Regions from separate parts of the Mus musculus genome. Here all the other regions are linked to region 3. Evidence: chromatin contacts called from public Hi-C and HiChIP or PLAC-seq data. All regions are on one chromosome and are shown on one strand. The core of a region is the stretch at or near the end of the contact, and the rest is flanking DNA. Distances in the headings are between cores, read along the strand shown.

Region 1 (4,349 bases), core at 1,414-3,913, 240 kb before region 3:
CAGCAGCTTCCACTCCGTGCATCCCACACATGGTTTTGTTTATACCTTCCCAGTTATGGGAAATTATTTCCCATTCAGAGTGAGAACCTACATATGAACTGTGGGTGGGTTACTAGGAGAACTTAATAAAGTATTTAATAAAGTACTCATCCGTCATGAAAGATAGTTCCTGTTTGGCAATTCAAGATAAGCTTGCATAGGACTGAAGAGATGGGTCAGCCGTTAGAGCATGTGCTAAATTTGCTGAGGACTAAGTTTGCTTCCTAGCACCCACAATCTGGCAGCTCACTGCAGCCTATAACTCCAGTCTCAGGGCAGCCAATTCCTCTTCTGACCTCTACATGCACATGGTCCACATATGTACATCCAGGCACATACACATACACATTAAATCAACCCTAAGACTCCATACATACTAGGCATGTACTTCCAGGAGTTACACCCCCAAGTGAGTGAAAAATAAAGCCAACCAAACAAAACCCAAACCCTGAAGGGACTGGGAGTGAAATCTTCCAGAAATAAGTCAACTACTTGCCAGTGGATCTCCAAGTGCAAATGTTAAGCAATTCCTGCAGCACACCAGATGTCACCGCTCAATACTGGGCCACTGGGATTGTCCTCTGTGACTGAACACAGCCACTCAGATCTGAAACTAGAGTTGTGGGGCACTGGCTTGCACTGTTTGTTTATAAAGCAAGCAGTGTTGAGGATGGAACCTTAACATACTAAACCAGCTTATTACTGCTGAGTCCTAGGCCCCACCCTTGTTTTTTTAAGACATGATCAGACCTCGTCACCTTTATTGATTGGCCTGGAACCTGTCACTCTCTGGCCTGAGTCCTAGGGTTACAAGTATGTGCAGTATTTTAATACTGGCTTTACATTCTCAGCATGTGTATTTTTAGGGTGTGTGTGTCTATTTACTAAAGTTACTTGAAAGAACATTATTAAATAACAAACTCATATTTGTACTATAACACAGAGATATAGTTTTTTTTTTTAAAGTGGTTTTACAGCTTTGGAAAATACTACCATTGCCTTAGCTCTTAAAACAGAGTGCCTACATCACTCAGGTAAATAAACATTCAGAGCCACGTCAAAGCCATTATCCCATGACTTGCTAATGTAGGTTGAACACAGAGCATCAGCCGCTTCACGGTGGTTTATGCCTGCAATCAAGTAGGTGCCGCGGCAGACTGTTTTCATATTCTATTTGCAAATCAGACACTGTATCTGAATTTTAAGAGCGTTTGCAATTTTCTTCAGGCCCATACAACAGATTCTTCTTAAAAAATGCATCCCAGCCTCTGGATTCTTCACATTAATGGCTGCCTGGTCTATCTGTGGTTAAACACTAGTCTTTATTTCATGGTATGACTGGGCTCTTTATATATATATATATATATTTGGTTCCCTTTACACATACGTGTGTGTATATATATACACAGTTCCCGTTGGAGAGGCCGGAGGTATTGTATTCCCCTTGTAGCTGGAGTCACAGGTGGTCATGAACCACCTAATATGGAATCTGCATTTTCTAAGAGAGTGGCACTTGCTTCTTTACCATCTCTGTAGGCCCAACCTGTGATACTGTAAAACTGATTCAAACAGGAAACTGTTAACAGAGGCATTGTCTGTGTAGAGAAACCAAGAGCCCCCATCCGGGAAGCCAGAAGTCTCCTGTGCCTGGCTTTCACCAAAAGGGAGAGCTGGCTTGTCCTCACAATTCTCCTTAAGTCCCCTTTCCCTGGGGAGATCCAAAGTTGCTCACCAAGGTCACTCTGCCTTCTCAGGATAAGGTAGGTGACTTTCTCAGAGGTAAAATTATGCCTAGGCTCGTCTTCATCCTGAGACCCTGGTTTCGTTCCTCTCCCCTTTCTTAGTGATTTCATCCTTCTGGTCTTGAATGAACGAACAGGGAGAGGAAAAGCGTACGGGTAGGCTGAGACCCAGCTGGGCTATGCATGCCACTGGCGGCGGCTCCTGCTGCTGGTTTTCACACGATGGGAGAAGAGCAATGAACCCAGTTCCAGATGTCAGTCATGGTGTGCCTGCCCACTCGCCTCTCAGACACTGGCTCAGGAAGGTCAGTTCTAGATGGAACGAGTGGTGTCCGACGTGCCCTCTATACCTCCACTCACACTCTGGTTCACGAGGGAAGACCAAGCCTGGCTGGCAATTGTGGTGTTTACGTGCCCACTCACCCCTCCGCACACTCACCTTCATGAACACAATGGCAGCTGGTGCCACACACAGCCGCTCACACTTAGATGCGGTGTCACGGTCATCAAAGCCCCCCAACGTCCTCTCACATTCTCTTACCACTTTTCCTTTGCACAGTCTCTCCCACTCTCTCCCACTCTGCTCACTTCTAAGGAAACAGGATCATACACACCAGGCCCTTCGTGGCCAAGGCTGGGGTTCCCATGGCGACCCCCTCCACTGTAGCAGACCTGCAGACCAGAGTGACAGCTGGCTGAGAAGGCCCTGTGAGGCTGATCACACAGACAGAGGGCCGACCGGAGTAGAGTATGAGATCCAACAGACAGAAAGAAGCTTGTGAGGCAGGACTGGAAGACAGCAGGCAGCCAGGCTCAGCAACCGGCATGGCAAAGCCTAGCAGAACCCATCCCTGCCAACACCACTGAGCCAAGTCCTGAGCTCATTTGAATGGCTTCTGTCCCAAACCTGAGTCACTGGGGATTCGGTGGACGTCTGTGTTCACACTGTATGCATTTCAAAAAACAAACTGCTTGATGCTGTCATGGAAAACCTGGATCTTTGCATTCTACAGTTTCAGTATGGATTACATCCAGGTCACAACCTACGGAAGACAGCTGGCAAAAGCCAGCCCTGCTGGCCAGCTACCCAGCTTTTGTAACGAGTCCCAGAGGGATTGGAACCCATGTGTGCTGCTGGCTCTGCCAAGTCCCAGACTTGCTCTCCTCTAGTGCACACCAGTCTGAGGTTTCTGCGGCCGGGGGAGTCTGAGCAGCCACCTGCAGTCAAGACTCAAGTGTGGAAGCTGCCTCCAGGAAGAAAAAGTATAAGGACGTGTACGTGTGGGAAAGAGGAAGAGTATCTGCTCTTTTGTGCTTCTTGGAACCGTGATGGAAGACCCAACTGTCCAAGGCCTCAGGACGGCTCTGCACCTGTGCCGGACAGCCTCACCCCAGGCAGGCAGTCAAGGAACCAGAGAGCAGTACCAGGCAGAAAATACAGGACTTGAAGATAATATGGCCAACTACAATGGCTTATAAAAGGTATCCAACCCCTTAGAATGCAAAAGCATCCTAAAGTTTGGTGGCAAGAAAGCAGCAACATTTTCACGATCACCACAGAGCTAACACCATCTCCCAGACGCCAAACACCATGTTTGTCATGCTAGTAAACTAACATAACCCTCAAACGCCTTTACCATGATTAGATTCGTTTACAAGTGGGCAGACTTGGAGCTTAGAGAAATGGGCTTAGTTGACCAATGTTTCTCAGGCCTTCTGAGGTAAGGCCTAACTCCAGTGATGGCCAGAGGTGACTGCTTAACACCAAGGCTTCTGTGTGAGGGTAGAGATGTCCAGTTTCCTGGCTGTCGATAGGTCAGGCCTTGAAACAAATCCTACTATTTCAGTTATCTGGACTTGATGCTTTAAAAGTTAACAGGTAAGAAATTTCTACTGAGGCGATAGTATCTTTCACACGTAACTCTAACGCCAAAATACCACTATTTAAAATGTTTTGTTTTGAGCGAGGGTCTTGATACATAGCCCAGGCTGGACTTGAACTTAAGATCCTTCTGCCTCCCTCTCCCAAATGCTCAGGTTACATACAGTTCAGTTTGTATTTCTATATAAGCCTGTGGAATATTTATTTTTTTTAAATTAGGTATGCCTCAGGAATATGCTTATGTCATCTCGTAATTTTACATCCTGTCACTTTTTAAAGTGTCATTTTTCCATGGAGCAAGAAGCAATACTAACACTTACCCCAGTGTTAGTATTATACAGCTCTAGGAAGAGCTTCTTTGCATCCAGGTAAACAGACCACAAGGGGGCGTAGTAGAGGAACACTCCAGGCAGCCACTCATGCGTTGAGGGTGGGTAGGACAGCCGCTAGCAAAGAGAAGGACCGTCACCATCTCCACACTGGTGTGGCTACTTTTGTAGCCAAATGTTCCAGGCCTAGGCCTACAGGGGCCTAGGGCCTGGTGTGGACCTCAATCCCGGGAGAAGGAACTTAGTAGCCCTTTTAGCAGACATGGGCACACGGGAAGAGTAAGCCCCTGATCTTTATCATCACTTCGCTGAGGTGTGCTTGAGCCCAGCTGTGGACAAAGCAGCCAGCCTTTTCTG
Region 2 (3,996 bases), core at 176-2,675, 170 kb before region 3:
GCCCAAAGCCCCAGATACTCAAGGGCTGAACAGGAATGCTAACACCACAAGTTCAAGACCAGCCTTGGCAACATGCACAGGGAAAATAAACCCCAAGGAAAATGGATTTGCGGATCCCTGAGGACGTCCCACACGCACAGAGCAGATCAGGAGAGAGTGGCAGTGGACATTTAATCTAAAGTTAAAGTCAGAGAAGTTAGAGAAGCCAATGGCTCCGGGCACAGGCGGAATTCAGCAAGTCACTAAGGTAAGTTCCTAAATCTTTCTGGGTGGACCTGTATACACCTGCAATCTCACCTCTGAGGAGCCTGAGTCAGGAGGACAGAAAGCCTCAGGCCAGCTTCAAGTACAAGAGAGCTAGTCTCAAAAATAATAAACAAGAATCAGGAGAGGTGGCTCAGTGGTTAAAGGCATTTGCTGCTCCTGCAGAGGACCAGAGTTCCACTCTCAGCACCTACACAGCAGCTCACAACCATCCATAGCAATAGCTCCAATTCCAGGGGATCCAACACTCTCTTTTGATGTCTGTGGGCATCAGACATACGTATGGTAGCATATAAATACCTTCACGCAAAACACTCATGCACATAAAATGATTTTTTGAAAGAATTAAAAAATAAACAAATAAAATTCCAAAACCTTTACCCTAAAAATGGAATGTGGAAAAACTCATGAAGTTCTCAAAATTACCAACACACATAAAAATAAAAACCGGGGCTTTTACCGCTTGAATTCCTCTCTGCTAAGCACCTTCCACAGCTTTCTGTTTCCACGGCTGAGAAAACCTCCGCGTTCTTTGGTGCGAGTGTTCGCTAGCCCTGGAAGTTTGTCTCTTTTGAGGTCAGTGGGAGGCAGGCAGATGGGCCAGCCACTATGCAGTAGGAGGAAGATCTGGATGTAATTTGCAGAAGGAGAAGCCAATGGCTCCAGGCTCAGGGGGAATTCAGCAAAGTCACCAAAAGCTATGTTCACTGTGGTTTGGCATCCCACAAAGAACCTTTTCTTTGACTTTTCAATTTTTATCATTCTAGGCTCATACTGGAGCCAGATGATTCTACTGGCTTCTTCCAGACAATCTGCTTAACTCTGTAGAGTCAAGAGTGTCCAGTAGCCCAGATCTAAACATCCTTGCGGTACAACAGTTGCGCGTGGATCGTGTTTCTACACCGAATCGTGGCCGTTTGGTGGCTTCTCTGGGCTTTAGCCAGCCAATTGCCTTCTTCACGCCATCCTCTGAAGAGAACACATGCTGTTTTCTACAAGGAGAACTTCTCTGATTGTATCCCTCCCATTTACCCCTCGACCTGCAGACGCAGTACTACCACACAAGGCAGGAGTCACCACAGAGCTCAGCATTTAACATCAATGGCCGCAAACAAAGGACTGACTATTCTTCTGATCTCCTGAGATATGAGTACTAACCTGAGTGGTTAATAAATCTGGAACACTGCGAAAGACCATTTTGGTCGCCCTCCAAGCAGACTTACTTAAGCGACCTAATTTTTATGTTCCACTTTGAAGATCTCCTCGACAGAAATTCCACAATTTCCACGAGTTGCTTAACTCATGGTTTCATTTCTTTTGGCATCAATGGGGACTGTTTTAGCTTTTTTTTTTTTTAAGTGAAATGAGAAAGAGATTTCCAGATGGAGTTAGGTGGAATGGTGTCAGAAGCCACGCACCCGAAAGTCCCCTGGAAGACGCTTTCCAGACAAACAGGGCATCGCCTTAACGCCGGCTCTCTTGATAGACAGCCAGGAGGTAGCCTATGCCCTCAACGGCAGGTCCACAGAAGGTGCCTGGATTCCCAAGAGCACACATGCTGCTGGCTCCAAGGCAGGTCTGCGATGAATCTGCACTGAAAATCTAAGTTCACAAACTCAATGACACCACAGCTGCTGGGGAGCAAGTGTGCAATAAAGACGTGTGTTCTGGTCACTAGAGACGATCTTCTCTGGGTCTTCCAAATTTCTCAAATAAAGAAAGAAACCTGGGGGGAGGGTTATATCCTTTCCTACTTTAATAGTTTCTGTTCCCTAAGAGTATTATATTGCGTTTTCTGACATTCTTTTAAAGAAGAACTTCCCACCATGCTACAACCCTTCTGGAGACTTTGCCCTCGGCTTTCTGGAATTCTTCAATGAAACTCGAAAGCCATGTTTACCTGACCCCCAATGCTACCCTAATGAAACCTCTGTTTTTCGTTCTTTGAACTCTTCTCCCCCTCTTTCCTTATCATGCCCTCTGGGAAGGAAAGGCAAGTACAGGGGTTGGCTGGACCTCAACTGGTAAATACCAGCAAAACTGAGTTTGAACAGTTTCTCAGAACTTGGACAGAGTCACAAAGATATGAATTATGCTCCCTTCTCCGGCACGGCTGCTGCGTTTCACCTGCAGAAAGAATCAATTAAAGATAGGACACGCCAGCACATTGATTTTATTTCTCTCTCACAAGCAAAACCAAGATATCAATCACAAGAAGAATAAGAACTAACAGATTCTCATTTTTTTTTTTTAATTTTTAAAGACAGAGCAGAAAGAACCTTAGGCTGCAGAGATAGCCCACTGGGTAAAGTACTTGGCCCATAAGCATGAAGGACAGTGTTCAGGTCCCTGGTATACACAGAAAGCCAGATGGGGCTTTCTCTCTCTCTCTCTCTCTCTCTCTCTCTCTCTCTCTCTCTCTCTCTCTCTCACACACACACACACACACACACAGAGAGAGAAATATACTAGGGGTGGGGGTGTGTTCTAAGAAGCAAGGAGAAGCAAGGCTGGTTTTCTGCCAAGAGTCTGAGAGACGCTGGTTTACGATTTTGCTGCCTGGGATCCTTGAGGAAGTTTAGTTGATAATTTCCTTTCCTTGCCAGAGAGAATATTCTGTTGTGGGGAGTTTTAATTTGTTTTTCAGTTTCACTTAAAATGGTTGAATTGAACTACGTTTAGGAAGATCCGAGAGGGAGGAGTTGTGCAATGAGCATGGTTAAAAAAATAAAAGTCCCTTCTAGGCATGTAAAAATAGCTTAGTCTGGAATCCCACTACACCCAAGGCTGTACCTGATAGCCAGAACCTAGTGACATGTGCACTCAGGATAACCAGACAGAGTCTTAGAACCCCACTGGACAGTATATAAGCTGAGACCAAGAGCATCGCTCTGCTCTGCACATCTGGAGAGGCACCACCTTGACCCGCCCTGCGGCCGGACAGTCTCCCCGGGATCCCGACTCTTGAACCAGAGACTTCTCTTACAGACTGAATCTGACCTTCAGCTAAGCTATGCCACATGGGTGAGCAGCTTTGAGGAGATGGGCTTAGGATTGAGGTTGGGAATTTAGAGTGTGAAGCTTGTGTGCTGACCCTCACCGTAATAAAATATAACCTTTCTTATACCATCTGTATCTACCTTCTTGGTCCAGACAAAGTGTGAATGGGAGAAAGGGGGTGGGGCGGGGGAGACAGAGAGACAAACACACCATTCTTATCTCAGTATCTCAAAAGAGCTTCTGACTGGGGACATGTGCTTGCCCCTGGCAAAAGATCAAGGAGAGAGAAGTCCTGGAAGTGTCTGCCTAGAGTCTGAAAGCGCCTCCAGTTCCATTCCTCTCTATTTGAAAGTCTGGGTGCCCAGCAGCGGGCTTGCTCCCAAAAACCTGTCCTATCACGCGTGATCTACCAACACATGTGTGCACGTTTCGGGGAGTGGCTCATGCCCCCAGCCCCACTGCCTGCTCCTAGAAGCTATAAGGGGGAGGGGACACATATTCATCAAGAAGATACTTCTGAGAAAGTATATTCTTATGTTTTTCAAATCTCATATAATTTCTTCCACCTTTTGGAATCTGATTCTGCAAAAGAGACAGATGAGAACTGTCTTCCACCAAAGCAAGATGCCCTTCCGCCCGTGGCCTAGAAAGTGAGACAAGTTTGGTAGTTTTGCTGTTTGCCATAGCTTTGTGCTTTTCCTGCGGTATGGCCTCTGGCTATGGTCAGGTAAC
Region 3 (4,259 bases), core at 102-2,601:
TTAGCAGAGGGAGTTCTAACAGCTGACTTGTGAAGCAAAAAGAGCCAGCTGTCCTGGCCTCCAGGACTCAGGGATAACTTCCTATGTCAAGTTCCCAGCGTCTGTAGTTTAGGAAGCAGGATGAACCCGGCCACCCTGGCCCCAGACACTAACTCCAGCCAACAGCAAGATCCTTCCAGATTTTACTGGCTTTTAGAATGTACTGTGGGTTGAAATTGGACTCCTTTGGTGGGTTATGTAGCATGAGGGCCAGGTGACAGGGTGGGGGATGATAAAGAAGAGAAGCCAGGGGAGTAGGGGCCTGAGGTCTAGCCTGCCCAGAAATGGGCTCCAGCCCCCCTTACTCCCCAGAGCCCTACATCCAGGGGCTCCACACACCAGTGCTCTTGGGATCGCAGCGGGGGTCCAAGGGTGGGAAGTGAGAAGGCACAGAATGTTCATGGTAGTACTGCAGGCGGGAAAGAAGGTTCTGGACGATGTGGGGGTGCTCTCGGGACACGTCGTGTCTTTCTTCAGGGTCCTGATTGATATCAAAAAGCCAGAGAGTCTTGGTTGGTGGGTCCACTGGAGGTATCTCAGAGACGTTGGACTGAGACGGAGGCGGGAACCAGTAACCACAGCCTGGTAAAGAAATTAAACTTTAGTGTGTGTGTGTGTGGGGGGCACTGTTGGTGGGTTCTAATTTCAGGAATCTGGGTACAAGGCTTCCTTGGCTTTGTGGGTATGGTCGTACATCAAGAAACAAACAAAAAACCTGTGCCTTCTGATGTCGAGTTCAGAATACGATTTCCATGCCATGATGATACGGATCCTATAGCGTTACAAGGGACATTAAAAACTATATGTGGGGTGGAAGCAGGATGGGGGTGTTAGTTGTCACGATGGCTGGGGCAATGAGGGTACTCCTGCTATCAAGCAACAGCACAGTAATTCTAAGATCTCTCGCAATGCATGGGACAGTCCCAAACAATGAACTGTCATTGTAAACACCAAGAACACTCACGAACTAAGCATTGCTACACTGCATCAGAGCCTGTGGAAATATCCCATATTTACAAAACAGTGAAGCTGTCCCTTTCTAAGGAAGGGGGAGGGGAAGCAGACTCTCCCCAGCCAGAGAATTGGTGAAGATCTACAGCTGGCTGGGTGTGCTATGTTTGACAGTCACACATGTCTAAAAATCCATATATGTTTATGAAGCACCCAAGTGGGATTTTCTCCTCTTAACCCCACTACAGATGACATCATCATCATCATCAACAACAACAAATATCAACTCGGAGGACGGTCAGAATGAGCAGCGGAAGCCACTCCCCCACCCTGCAGCTTCAGAGATATATTACAAAAAAAAAGTGAGTCAGCTCTCATTTTGGTGAGCGTTCTCTCACTGTTCTGTTTGGTGGGAAGTCTACTTAGGCAGACAACAGAAGTTGTGTAATATGGACCAGACAGAGGCTTAAAAGAAGGCCATGAAACCACAAGCAGATAGCTGCTTCCTTAAGATCTGCAGGGACTGTAAAAGATCTGAAGGACTAGTTGACATTTCAGATGTCTGAGCAAACTGAGGGGTTGGCAGGGAGCCTTGAGGAGCCGGCTAGGCAAGGAGGAGGAGGAGGGTGTAGCCAGTGATAAGGACTTCCCTTTCTATGGACACAGTCCAGGGAATGAAGGCCCAGAGGACAGGCTGAGGACACTGCCCTACTCTGGTGGCCACAGGAAGGGAGCGAAGCATTCTACCTGGGTGGCCCGTGAGGAGTTTCCAATTTTTGTATCTGATCCCAGCATGGATAGACGTGTTAAAGGCAGAATGTTCTAACGGAAAAGAATCGTCCTTTGCTGGAGTCATGTTCTTGCCAGGACCTGGGAAGAAATAGTTTGGAAGAATTAGATTGCTGTTATTGGCCTGTGTCATTATAAATCAACATTTTATACCCTTCTTGCAGAACAGTAGCCTTTGTTCAACACCAGAGTACAAATGTGTGTCCTGCCACAGAAACGAATCTTTTATTAAATACAAACACAAAGTATAGTTACATTAGATGTCAGTCATAAACCACCACAAATATAAAGGAAATCCCAAGGAGATTAGAAGGCTAATCCATCCTTAAAATCATTGCCTCCCGCCAACATGCAGAGCCATGTGCATAGCAGTGTCTACTACAGGAACGGAGCTGGGCAGCGGTTGTGTGCACAAGCATGAGTGTGTGGTATGGGTGTGTGTGCATGAGCACGCACGTGTGTGTGTGTGCATGAGTGTGCAAGAATATGTGTGTTCTTTTTCCTCTTAAATGTGTAAGTGAAATACATTTTCTGCGAATGGTTGTACCTTTGCAGATAGTATATAAAATTATAAAATGCACATTTTTTGAAGTCTCTGACAAGCTAGGAGAGGTTAAGCATAGTACAAAAAAACTACAGATGCATTTCTTTTTAAACCATTCATGAAATGTAAAAATTAGTGAGCAGTGTTTTTAACTATTCAACAGAATAACTATGGGTATAGAAACTGTTTGAGCATATAAAGTAGTGGTGGTTTGAATGGGTTTGGGCTCCGGAGACTTAAGCATTTGAATGCTTGCCACTATCAGGAGGTGTGACCTTGTTGGAGGAAGTGTGTCACTGTGGGGTGGGCTTTAACGTCTCCTAATGCCCAAGCTTTCCCCAGAGTGGAATTAGGGAGCCTCTTCCTGGCTGCCCAGGAAGACAGTCTCCTGCTGCTTTTGGATCAAGATGTAGAACTCTCAGCTCCTCCTACACCATGCCTGACTGCACACTGCCAAGCTCCCTGCCATGATAAAGGACTGAACCTCTGAACCTGTAAGCCAGCCTCAACGAAATGCTTTCCTTTATACAGTTGCCTTGGTTGGGGTGTCTCTTCACAGCAAGGGAAAGCCTAACTAAGACACATGGATTATATTAATTTATCATTTTAAGGTCTTATAGCAGTTGATCAAGTTTCTGAGGGGGCAGTTATTAATATTCATCCTCCTCTCAAGTTTAGAACCCATTAAGAGCCAGAGCCAGGGCTGGAGAGATGGCTCAGCAGTTAAGAGCACTGACTGTTTTTACAGAGGTCCTGAGTTCAATTCCCAGCAACCACATGGTGGCTCGCAACCATCTGTAATGAGATCCAATGTCCTCTTCTGGTGTGTCTGAAGACAGTGACAGTGTATTCATATACTCATATAAACACAATTAATAAATCTTAAAAAAAAAAAGAGCCAGAGCCAGAGCCAGATAGACTGAGCTTAATTATCACCTCTCTAGTGATGAAACTGCCTCTAGAGAATGTGGCTTTGGCTCACAGTAGAAAGAGCTGTGCGAGTGGCTGGCCCTTGGCTTTCACTTAGCTATAGTAACTGGACAATCTCAGGGCTCCCTTACAGCACACGGTGAGGATCAGACTGCAAACATCTGGTGTGGGGAGCCGTGAGCAATTGCCATCATGAGCCTCCGCTGTGCCTAACTGGTAAACAAGTAATGTGTGCAGGTGCAAGAGTAAATTCGTGCCAAGTCACTGCCCATCCCGGGGCGTAGTAGTGGGGTAATGAGTGAGCAGCTAATCAGGAGCTGACACATCACATGGAGGGGTATATAAGCAGCATCATTTTCCTTGTTCATTGTTCTTCTTTCGCCTATGCAATCAATGCTCTCCCAATAAATGTGTGCAGAAGGATCCTGTTGCAGCGTCGTTCTTCCTGGCCAGTTGAGCGCGTGCAAGAATCTGGGACACACGCTGGCTCTCACTTAGACCCAGGAAAGGGTTTCAGCTGAGCACACTCAGTCTGTTCTTTCTGGCTAACTTCTTCTCTCATCTGTACAGGTCCCTTTAGCTGAGGACATTGCTGACCCGTGATGACAAGGGATGGGTGTACTCATGACCATGAGTACATATTTACATATCTATAAGCTTCAACTTTTGGACCTCACTGAATACTATTTAGTCTGTTTTAAGTTCACATTTCTTTCTTAACTTTTCAAATGTAGTCAAGGCAGTTGTCCTGGGAATACTTCAGAAGGTCCCCTTGTTTTACTGAACAAGTAGACAGGTTAGTAAGTGCATGCCAGGCTGTGTGGTTATGCCTGTAAAAGTGCAGACTCAAAGACAATGAAGTAAAACAGGGCTGGGGGCAGAGCTTAGCTGCAGAGCCCTTGCCTAAGACAGTCAAGACCCCAGCACCTGCCAGAGCACAGACCAAAACAAGGAAGTCCACACTCCACCGAGGAGGTGAAAGGCAGATGGGAGTTCAAGACCAGGC
Region 4 (4,089 bases), core at 649-3,148, 170 kb after region 3:
GTAGGAGGGCAGTAAGCTCAAAATGCTTGCTGAATAAACACTTATAACCCATTACACAGTGGAGTGCATCACACTTATATTTACTGCTAACGCGTGTTTCCTTGAGTATCTGCTATCTGACATCTTTGGCTGACTTGTATCGAGAGCCATACTAACACCATGTTGTCTAAATCTCTGTATGAAGAAAGGCCAGAAGACTGTGACTGTGTGTGTAGGATAGAAAGAAAGAAAGAAAGAAAGAAAGAAAGAAAGAAAGAAAGAAAGGAAGGAAGGAAGGAAGGAAGGAAGGAAGGAAGGAAGGAAGGAAGGAAGGAAGGAAGGGGAGAAAGGGAAGAAAGGACAGAGACAGAGAATATCAGTAACCACTAAAAGTTATTAAATTTAATTTGATCATAATCACATCAGGATTTTAAAAACCCACCAAACTTGGATTGAGGGGAGCCTAATTTCATAGGTCTGAGACGAGTAGGTGCAGGAAACTAAGGATTGCAATTTATAGCCGTGTGACTCCCCCGCTGACATCCAATTTAGGCAAGCTATCTCCTCGCCTGTAAAGGGCGTTCAAGATAACTACCTCATAAAGTGGTTTTTAAAAACGTTTCAGTACAATAAAAACACTACAAGATACGTTCTTACTGTTCCCAGTCATTTAACATACACATACTCTGTGGGGGACATACTCTCTAAAGGGGCAGTGAAGAGACTCATGTGGGCTGGATTCACCCTCAAAGGTAGAAGAAATATCAGCACCCTTATTTTCATTGTAGGGGTACGGAGAACCTGGAAATGACTTCCATTGTTAGCCATGCACAGCGGAGGATCTGAGCGTGGGTGCTGGAATTTCCACGTTGTTGACATATGCATAGTTATAGGCAAGGGGGTAACTTAGTAAAGGAAAGATATAGGAGCCTGGGGTGCACCTTATCTCACCTGTGGCCTGACTCCCAGGTACAACAGGGGCTGAGAGAAAGCTTAAGATCTTTCACATACCCCACCCCCACGCTCATTCACTGAAGGCTTTTCGGGTGATGCGTCCCTTGTCAACAATCCCAAGTCTTTTTAGTGTTTCTAAATTAATCTCTGAAACTCCCATCTACATGGCTTCCTATCCTCCTGGCTCAAGTAGGTCACTCCTGATCTATGACACACCGCGTCAGTCACTAGGGTCCGTCCCAGTGCAGCCTCTCACTTTAATGGCCCTCTGGAGCTCCTTGGGCCTCCCTTTTCTTCTCCATCCTTTCTCCTCAGGACCTCGTCTATCCTTCTCTTTGGGGGTTCACAGACACAGCACCTCGAGATCCCAGAAACCCCGCTCTCCTCTGACCTAGAGAAAACGAAAGCCACTCCTGCCTTCGGCCACCAGGAGGAAGTCAGGCATGCGCAGTGGCCCTAGGCAGCAGCCTGGGGAAGCCAGGGTTGTCGAGCGCGGTCCGACTGAGCTGGCGGGCTCGCGGGGTCACGCGGGGCTGGAGGCCGCCTAGTACCTGATAGCGGCCGGTGAGCAGCTGGCTCCGCGAGGGCGTGCACAGCGGCTGCACGTAGTAGTTGTCCAGGACCACGCCGCCGGCCGCCAGCGCATCCAGGTGCGGCGTGCGGATGACCGAGCCGTGAAAACCCAAGTCGTTCCAGCCCAGGTCGTCCGCCAGCACGAAGACCACATGCGGAGGCTGGGTAGCTCCGGAGGCCCGGGCCGGCGACAGCAGCAGCAGCAGCAGCTGCAGCAGCAGCAGCAAGAGTGGCAGCTGCGGCCCGGGACCTCCAGGCCGGCTCCTGCCAGTGCACGGGCTAAGCTTGCCCATCCTTAGCAGCCTGCAGAGCCCGTGCTGCGGGCACCCCCGACAGAATCGGGAACTGAGCGGCCGGGCTCCCCAGCAAGATTTCATCCACCTGGGCGGGCCGCGGGCTGGGGAGGGCCGGCGTCCACGGCCTCCGCCTCCCGCGGGGGCCGGGGGAGGAGCCGCACAGAGCGCGCGGGCGAACTCAGCCGGTCCTTCCAAGGCCCAGAGGCCCGTTCTTTATTTTAGCCATGAACTCGAGAGCCACAAGTTCCAAAGCTGTTTCACAACCTTTATCTGATTAAATCTAGCCGCAAACTTGACAGCTAAGCACTATAGTTAGCGCTCCTTTTATCCCCAGAAGAAACCCTGTAATGGTTTGGACCATTACAGATGAGAGAAGAGAGGTGGTGCAGATGGTGTTTCAGATTCCTTTGTGCAGTGTGTACCCATGAAGCCACTTCCTTCCCATCATCAGTGGGCCAAACACATTCATTCTGTCTGCCCAGAATCTAAAATGAAATGGTGAAGTTTCATTTCAAGACATTCGGGGTATGCCCACCTAAGACTGTCTACTTGCTTACTCAATGTCTAGAGATGAGTGATAACTGTTAGGTGGAGAGAGAAAAAATGTGCGCTGCCTGAAGGACACACCCTCTCTGGCTGAGGCCGAGTCCGTGGGAGTTACTTTACAGCTTTAGAAGCTCTGGATGAATGATACCCTTGAAAAGTAATTATTGCTGATGTACTCAACTGACTTCCATGCGGTTGGCTGATGGGCGTTTGTGGTATTGTTCCTTATAACCAATTTTAATTTCTTATCGGTTTCTCACTAATAAATTAGATGAAATCACATGATGTATTCATTTCTGCATTTGTGATTTGTGTGAGAGTAAAAAAATTCTTTTGTGTGTGTGTGTGGTTTTTTTTTTTTTTTTTTTTTGAGACAGGGTTTCTCTGTGTAGCCCTGGCTGTCCTGGAACTCACTTTGTAAACCAGGCTAGCCTTGAACCCAGAAATCCGCCTGCCTCTGCCTCCCGAGTGCTGGGACTAAAGGTGTGTGCCACCACGCCCGGCCAAAATTTTCCTTTTTAAAAAAAGATTATCCTTGAATATATGTTTCCCTCTTAACATACATAAGAGTTTTCTTTGAAGTAGATAACTACTACTTATCCTTAGTAAAATATAGCCAGAAAGTTTTAAATTTTGGCATTTTTAAACCCAAAAACAATATCTTAGAAGAGTTGTTTGTTCGCTTTTGTGTTGGGGATAGTGTGGTCTCTGCATATTCTTCTACTCCATAATTGTTTTCTATAGTCCTCTCCTTTTTGTTTTTAAGCAGGTGCTTACTATGTACCCCAGGATAGCTCCTCCAGCTCTCTGTCCTCCTGCCTCTTCATCTCCCACTGACAGAACTGGGATTACAGTCCCAGGCCAAGGTCCAGGTTTTCCCTGCCCTTGATAAGCATCAAACAGCCTCCAGTAATACTGCTCCTGGAACTAAGCACCCACCAAAATCCCCGTGCCCTGCATTTCAACTGAGCATGTCAGCTGGGGGTGCCCTGGCAATGTGCAGGTGGGAAAAGTCTGATTTTCATCTGTATACTGAAGACCTATGGCATGCATACTGTGCGTGGTTCTTTTAAAAATCTCTCTACTGGTGTTCCTTTGGTGTTTCCTTTGGATTTCACTCAGGCAACAGCTTCGTACAAGAGTACAGGAAGGTGATGTGGGGTGATGCCTGGTACCTCAGACAGAGAGGAACAGTGTTGGTTTGCTCTTTTGTGGGACCCCTGTGTTACTGGCATCAGGTCTCCACTGCAGAGTTACCATCTCCCCCTTGTAATTACTAAGTAGTACTCAAACTTTTGCTTATTGGCTTTCATTTCTTGTGTGAATAGATTATAATTAGGATGGCTACCAATAGTGACCTTTTAGCGTCCTTTCTATGAGTTTCTGAGTTTCTTATGTATTTAGTTCATTGTGAACTCTTGGATTCTTGCTTTGATCAATATGCCATAATCCTTTAACATAATTGCACCCCCCCCAACACACATACACACACACACACACACACACACACACACACACACACACACACACACACACTTGAACAGGCTGAGTGACACTGCTTTATTAGAACACGGAGGGGCCCTACCTTTTCAAAGGGATGGAGACTGAGTGCATTTACCAGGGCTAGGAGACACACATGTACACACACATGCACACGTACTTGCACACGTACATGCACAGTGCAACCAGGAAGTTATAGCTAATTGGTTTAGTTTGATTGGGAGCAAGTGGGTTGTTCTCA
Region 5 (4,016 bases), core at 59-2,558, 180 kb before region 3:
TGTATAGCCCTGGCTGTCCTGGAACTCACTCTGTAGACCAGGCTGGCCTTGAACTCAGAATTCCGCCTGCCTCTGCCTCCCGAGTGCTGGGATTAAAGGTGTGCACTGCCACCACGCCCGGCCACTCAAGGGACTTTAAACTGTGGGCACTTTTCAGTAACGGCACCTCTCCTTCCTGTGCTGTGTTGCAGTTATGAGCATAGTTCTTAAGATTCACTAGGCGTTAGTTCCCTCTACCCCACGAGGCACACATACAGTTGTGCCACACTGCCTTCCTAGCAGCCTGAGACAACAGGGAAAGCCAGACAAGGTGTCAAAAACCCGGCCAAAGTTACACACCTAATTATAAGAAGGGATTCAAGCCCAAAAAGTCTTTTTTTTTTTTTTTAACTTTTTTCCTCAAGGGCTGCCAATAGAAGTCCACTGAATGCTAACCACATACTTGAACTTGCCCTCTTTGAAGCCTTCCCACAATTCCCACAGGGCAGGGAGCAGAGCAGAGCAGAGCAGGGACACCTTGCCTCTCTACCAAGGAGGTATGAGAGGTGAGACATTTGTCCAAAGAATGTCTGCGAAAGCCTGAGAGAATTGGTTCTCAGCCTGCATATCCAAGCAACCCTACACAGGACCTGGTGTCAGAGAGCCAGAAAGGGGTCAACCAATCAATGGTTGACTGTTTTGATACACATGCCTCTGTCTTTATTTCCCTCAACTACCTAAACCAGAGAAGGAAGAAGCCATCCCCAGGAACAGAGGTGGAGTACAGGAGGCTCCAAAACCTGCCTCAGGCACGAAGCTGCATGGCCCCCAGCCCATCCTCCAGCCCATGGGTGTCCAATGCAGGAGGTTTATGTTCAGGAGAGTTGATGCCCAGAGTTGCCTCAAACTACAACTGTTCCTCCTTCTCAAGAGAAGCCTGCTACCGTGTAGAGAGAATGTAGGCAACAGGAAGTGGGACCACACTCAATTCAGACATCCGTAGTTCCGTCTGACCTGATCGAGATGGCACTGCTGGTCTCAGATGAATCCACAACTAAAACTAACATGAAGGACCCAGAGAGAGCTGGTTTTATGGGGCTTTTATAGGAGATCAATCACAAGGCCAAACATGACTTGGCTCCTCAAGGCACTGCAAAATGGAACTGGCTTCTCCCCAGAGCAGGCTGAAACAAGCCAGCCCGGCAGTGATCCAGGGTGACATCCCACAACGGGGAAACTGAACCGTCAACAGAACACATGGAAAATGTGGGGCCCTTAGCTAGCCTGGGTTCTCACATGACTCCCTGCATGGTCGGCATCGTGGTCTGGCTCCCGGTCCTGGGAACTGAAACAGATGGTTCCTCTGAAGAGAGTGAAAACCCTGGTTACTCACGGCACAGGGCTGAGTGTATTTTCCTGTTGAGCCTATCTTCCCCGGATGATATGAGCAAACACAGACCTCACTGCCAACCCCCACCAGACCCCATCACCTGGTTCACAGGCACCTGGCATCCCAGGTCTAAAATGGTATCACTAGCCAAATTCTAAGCAAGGTTTATAAACACCCAATTCAAACATTCTGTGCCATAAGCCTCTTTAACACACAGGAAAGGGCGCCAGACACGTCAAGAACTCAAAGTTACACGTCTAATTATAAGCAGAGATTTAAGCCCAGAAAGTGTATACATACATACATACATACATACATACACACACACACACACACACACACGTGTGTGTGTATATGTGTATTCATATGTATGCATATTTAACATTCATATGTACCTATATCTGTATACTATACATATATGCACATACATATTTTTGAGACAGGCTCTTCAGTAGCCCAGGCTAACCTGTAACTCTGTAGTCAAGGATGACCTTGGTCTTGTTATTTTTCCTGCCTCTACCTAGGATTACAGGGATCTACTGTGTCTGGTTAAATATTTTTTTATGAATAGAAAACACAGCTTCTCCCATCTCCACTAAATAAATATGGAACAAATACTTAAAGATTAGCAGTGTGATAAGGTGCAAACATTTACCCTGCCTGCCCAGGACACCATCTGTTTCAAACCAGCCCTTGCCTTCCAATGAGAAGGTTGCTGCTCGAATCATTCATTTTATGACTCACAAGTGTTTGTGATTCTCATTAAAAGGTTCAAGCCTCCCCACAGCGCTGTTGCTAGAGCCTAGTAATGCTCGGGTAGTCAGCAGCGCAAGACAGATCACAGGAAAAATACATCCTTTCTCAAAGCCTGTAAACCAAAACAATGGCTTTTCTACAGAGAGGATGGTATTTGTAGGAATGCCCTGCCTAAACCCTCTGCATGCAGCAGGCCCTACTGGACAGTCTAGGCTGGACTAGAACCTACACTGGACCCTGGTTCACTGCCAGGGTGATCTAAGCTCACTGCCAAGGTTGTAACACTCACAGGACCCTGAGAGGACAGAGGTGAACAGGCCTCTCTCTTTTGAGAAACAGAACGATCGCTTTTTAGTGACACATTCAACTACCTATTGCCTTGATTTTCCTAATGCATGCTGCAAGGGGGTATCCAACCCCTGCTACTAATATTTTCCAAAGGTGACCTTTGTAAATTAAAATCTACTCAATCATTAATCACCTGTGACTGAATCGTTTCCAACTTTCTTTCTGGCAATCCCTCTGTAAGAGTGATCATCAAGCAATAAATCAGGGTTATTTAAATTGGCCACGTCTACGTCCCCATTCTGAGAGAAATGATATAGGACTTAAAATGGTCTACAGAGAGGCTAACAGGGGAAGACTATTCTACAATGCAGAGCTCTGAAATTTTTCCTGAGCAGCAACAGAACAAAGTAGATCAGAACTGAAGAAAAACATTAGAGTATTAAACTCAATGCCATTTATCTGACACTAGTATGAACTCTTTGCAATAATAACTGATGTGACCCAATTGGTAGTACATTGAGTCTAGCAAACTAGGGCTTATCACTGGCGTGGTGGTTTGAATGAAAATGGCTTCCATAGGTTCATATGTTTTAATGCTTGGTATCTAGTTGGTGGAACTGTTTGGAAAGGATTAGGAGGTAGGCCTTGTGTGTCACTATGGGCCAGCTTTGAGTTTTTAAAGCTCACACCAGGCCCGGTTTATCTATCTGCTTCCTACTTGTAGATGAGAATGTGAGCTCTCGGTTGCTGCAGCAGCTGCATCTTTACTGCACCATCATGGGCGCTAACTCTCTGAAACTGTAAACCAACTAAAATCTTTCTTTCATAAGTCACCTTGGTCGTGGTATTTTATCACAGCAATAGAACTGTAACTGAGATATAGGGCAAGGTCCCAAAATGTAAAAAGCTATCCTTTCTCAAAAATGCTCCCCACAATAACAACATCAAGCCGGACACAATAGTCCCCACCTGTCAACCCAGCATACAGAGAGCTGGGGCAAGAGAACTGCTGTGAGTTTCAAGACTACACAGGCTATATAACAAGACCCTGCTTTGAAAAACAAAACAATCAAGACAAAGAGAGGCAAACAATGAGGACCTGTGATTGCTCTTACCTATTTATCTTGGCAGCAATGCTGAGAAGTTCCAATGAACAACTTCAGAAAAGCACCACCTAAAGGGACAAACAGAATCAATTGAGCAAAACATTAGATATTTGCTTACAGGATCATGACAACCATCATGTAAGTGTGTATCTCATTGAAATGTGTGATGCTTCTTCAAACACTGATTTCCACATCAATGGTGCACAAAGATCACAGATACTTCCTTCATCCTAAGAAGAGTAAAGCATTAACGCACGGTCCACCCCACAGGTGGGGAGAGGGCGGTGCGGAATGACCGTGCGTCCACCGTGCACCGATTCACATTCCCCTTCCCTTCCCCTCACAAAGGGACCAACTTCAAAATGCGTGTGCATAGAGGACCACTTTAGATTAAGTCAAGGAAGTCCAAAAATAAACCGAGGATTATGAAATTGCGAGGTGCCCACCTTAACCAGCAAGCTAAATTCAAAAGTATATGTTTTAAAAATTAGAAAAAT

Evidence for each region. Hi-C and Micro-C count contacts between places; a contact is called where the count stands out from the background. HiChIP or PLAC-seq counts read pairs in DNA pulled down with a chosen protein or histone mark.
Region 1: an H3K27ac HiChIP or PLAC-seq map of the NIH/3T3 cell line shows a contact between it and region 3, with 3 times the contacts expected there. The contact joins two enhancer-like sites. A contact is called at or near these places in 3 of 39 promoter capture datasets (the 3T3-L1 cell line, embryonic stem cells and liver), 3 of 484 Hi-C or Micro-C datasets (cortical neurons and uterus), 10 of 115 datasets of contacts at active chromatin or transcription factors (the NIH/3T3 cell line, T-cell acute lymphoblastic leukemia, VIP interneurons and 5 more) and 4 of 9 other capture datasets (adipose tissue, embryonic stem cells, liver and 1 more).
Region 2: a contact with region 3 is called in a Hi-C map of uterus, with 2.0 times the contacts expected there. The contact joins two enhancer-like sites. A contact is called at or near these places in 1 of 39 promoter capture datasets (cranial neural crest), 2 of 484 Hi-C or Micro-C datasets (muscle stem cells and uterus), 1 of 115 datasets of contacts at active chromatin or transcription factors (microglia) and 4 of 9 other capture datasets (adipose tissue, embryonic stem cells, liver and 1 more).
Region 4: an H3K27ac HiChIP or PLAC-seq map of microglia shows a contact between it and region 3, with 4 times the contacts expected there. The contact joins the promoter of Arsb here to the enhancer-like site in region 3. A contact is called at or near these places in 3 of 39 promoter capture datasets (the 3T3-L1 cell line, hippocampal neurons and liver), 1 of 115 datasets of contacts at active chromatin or transcription factors (microglia) and 1 of 9 other capture datasets (adipose tissue).
Region 5: a contact with region 3 is called in a Hi-C map of uterus, with 2.5 times the contacts expected there. The contact joins two enhancer-like sites. A contact is called at or near these places in 1 of 484 Hi-C or Micro-C datasets (uterus), 1 of 115 datasets of contacts at active chromatin or transcription factors (cardiomyocytes) and 3 of 9 other capture datasets (adipose tissue, liver and pancreatic islet).

What each region holds. Positions count from the first base shown.
Region 1 is chr13:94,177,080-94,181,428 of GRCm38.p6, reverse strand. The region is part of intron 3 of Lhfpl2 (lipoma HMGIC fusion partner-like 2); the gene reads right to left. It overlaps LOC115488151 (a long non-coding RNA gene), which reads right to left. Exons shown (of 2, transcript XR_003950582.1): 2 at 1-4,349. Among named protein-coding and RNA genes, the nearest start is that of Scamp1, 110 kb to the left of the region's middle. Within about 2 kb of position 2,663, at least 98 of the 459 cell types and tissues checked have an H3K27ac peak or open chromatin away from gene starts, as enhancers often do. A contact at or near this core is called in the NIH/3T3 cell line and T-cell acute lymphoblastic leukemia, where this site is marked.
Region 2 is chr13:94,104,085-94,108,080 of GRCm38.p6, reverse strand. The region is part of intron 1 of Lhfpl2 (lipoma HMGIC fusion partner-like 2); the gene reads right to left. Among named protein-coding and RNA genes, the nearest start is that of Lhfpl2, 48 kb to the right of the region's middle. Within about 2 kb of position 1,425, at least 20 of the 459 cell types and tissues checked have an H3K27ac peak or open chromatin away from gene starts, as enhancers often do. A contact at or near this core is called in muscle stem cells and uterus, where this site is marked.
Region 3 is chr13:93,936,828-93,941,086 of GRCm38.p6, reverse strand. Arsb (arylsulfatase B) reads right to left here. Exons shown (of 8, transcript NM_009712.3): 7 at 1,738-1,860; 8 at 1-621. The coding sequence ends at 356. Among named protein-coding and RNA genes, the nearest start is that of Lhfpl2, 120 kb to the left of the region's middle. Within about 2 kb of position 1,351, at least 95 of the 459 cell types and tissues checked have an H3K27ac peak or open chromatin away from gene starts, as enhancers often do. A contact at or near this core is called in the NIH/3T3 cell line, T-cell acute lymphoblastic leukemia, adipose tissue and 3 more, where this site is marked.
Region 4 is chr13:93,769,488-93,773,576 of GRCm38.p6, reverse strand. It overlaps Arsb (arylsulfatase B), which reads right to left and starts at 1,898. Exons shown (of 8, transcript NM_009712.3): 1 at 1,485-1,898. The coding sequence starts at 1,799.
Region 5 is chr13:94,120,348-94,124,363 of GRCm38.p6, reverse strand. It overlaps Lhfpl2 (lipoma HMGIC fusion partner-like 2), which reads right to left. Exons shown (of 4, transcript NM_172589.2): 2 at 3,529-3,587. Among named protein-coding and RNA genes, the nearest start is that of Lhfpl2, 65 kb to the right of the region's middle. Within about 2 kb of position 1,308, at least 37 of the 459 cell types and tissues checked have an H3K27ac peak or open chromatin away from gene starts, as enhancers often do. A contact at or near this core is called in uterus, where this site is marked.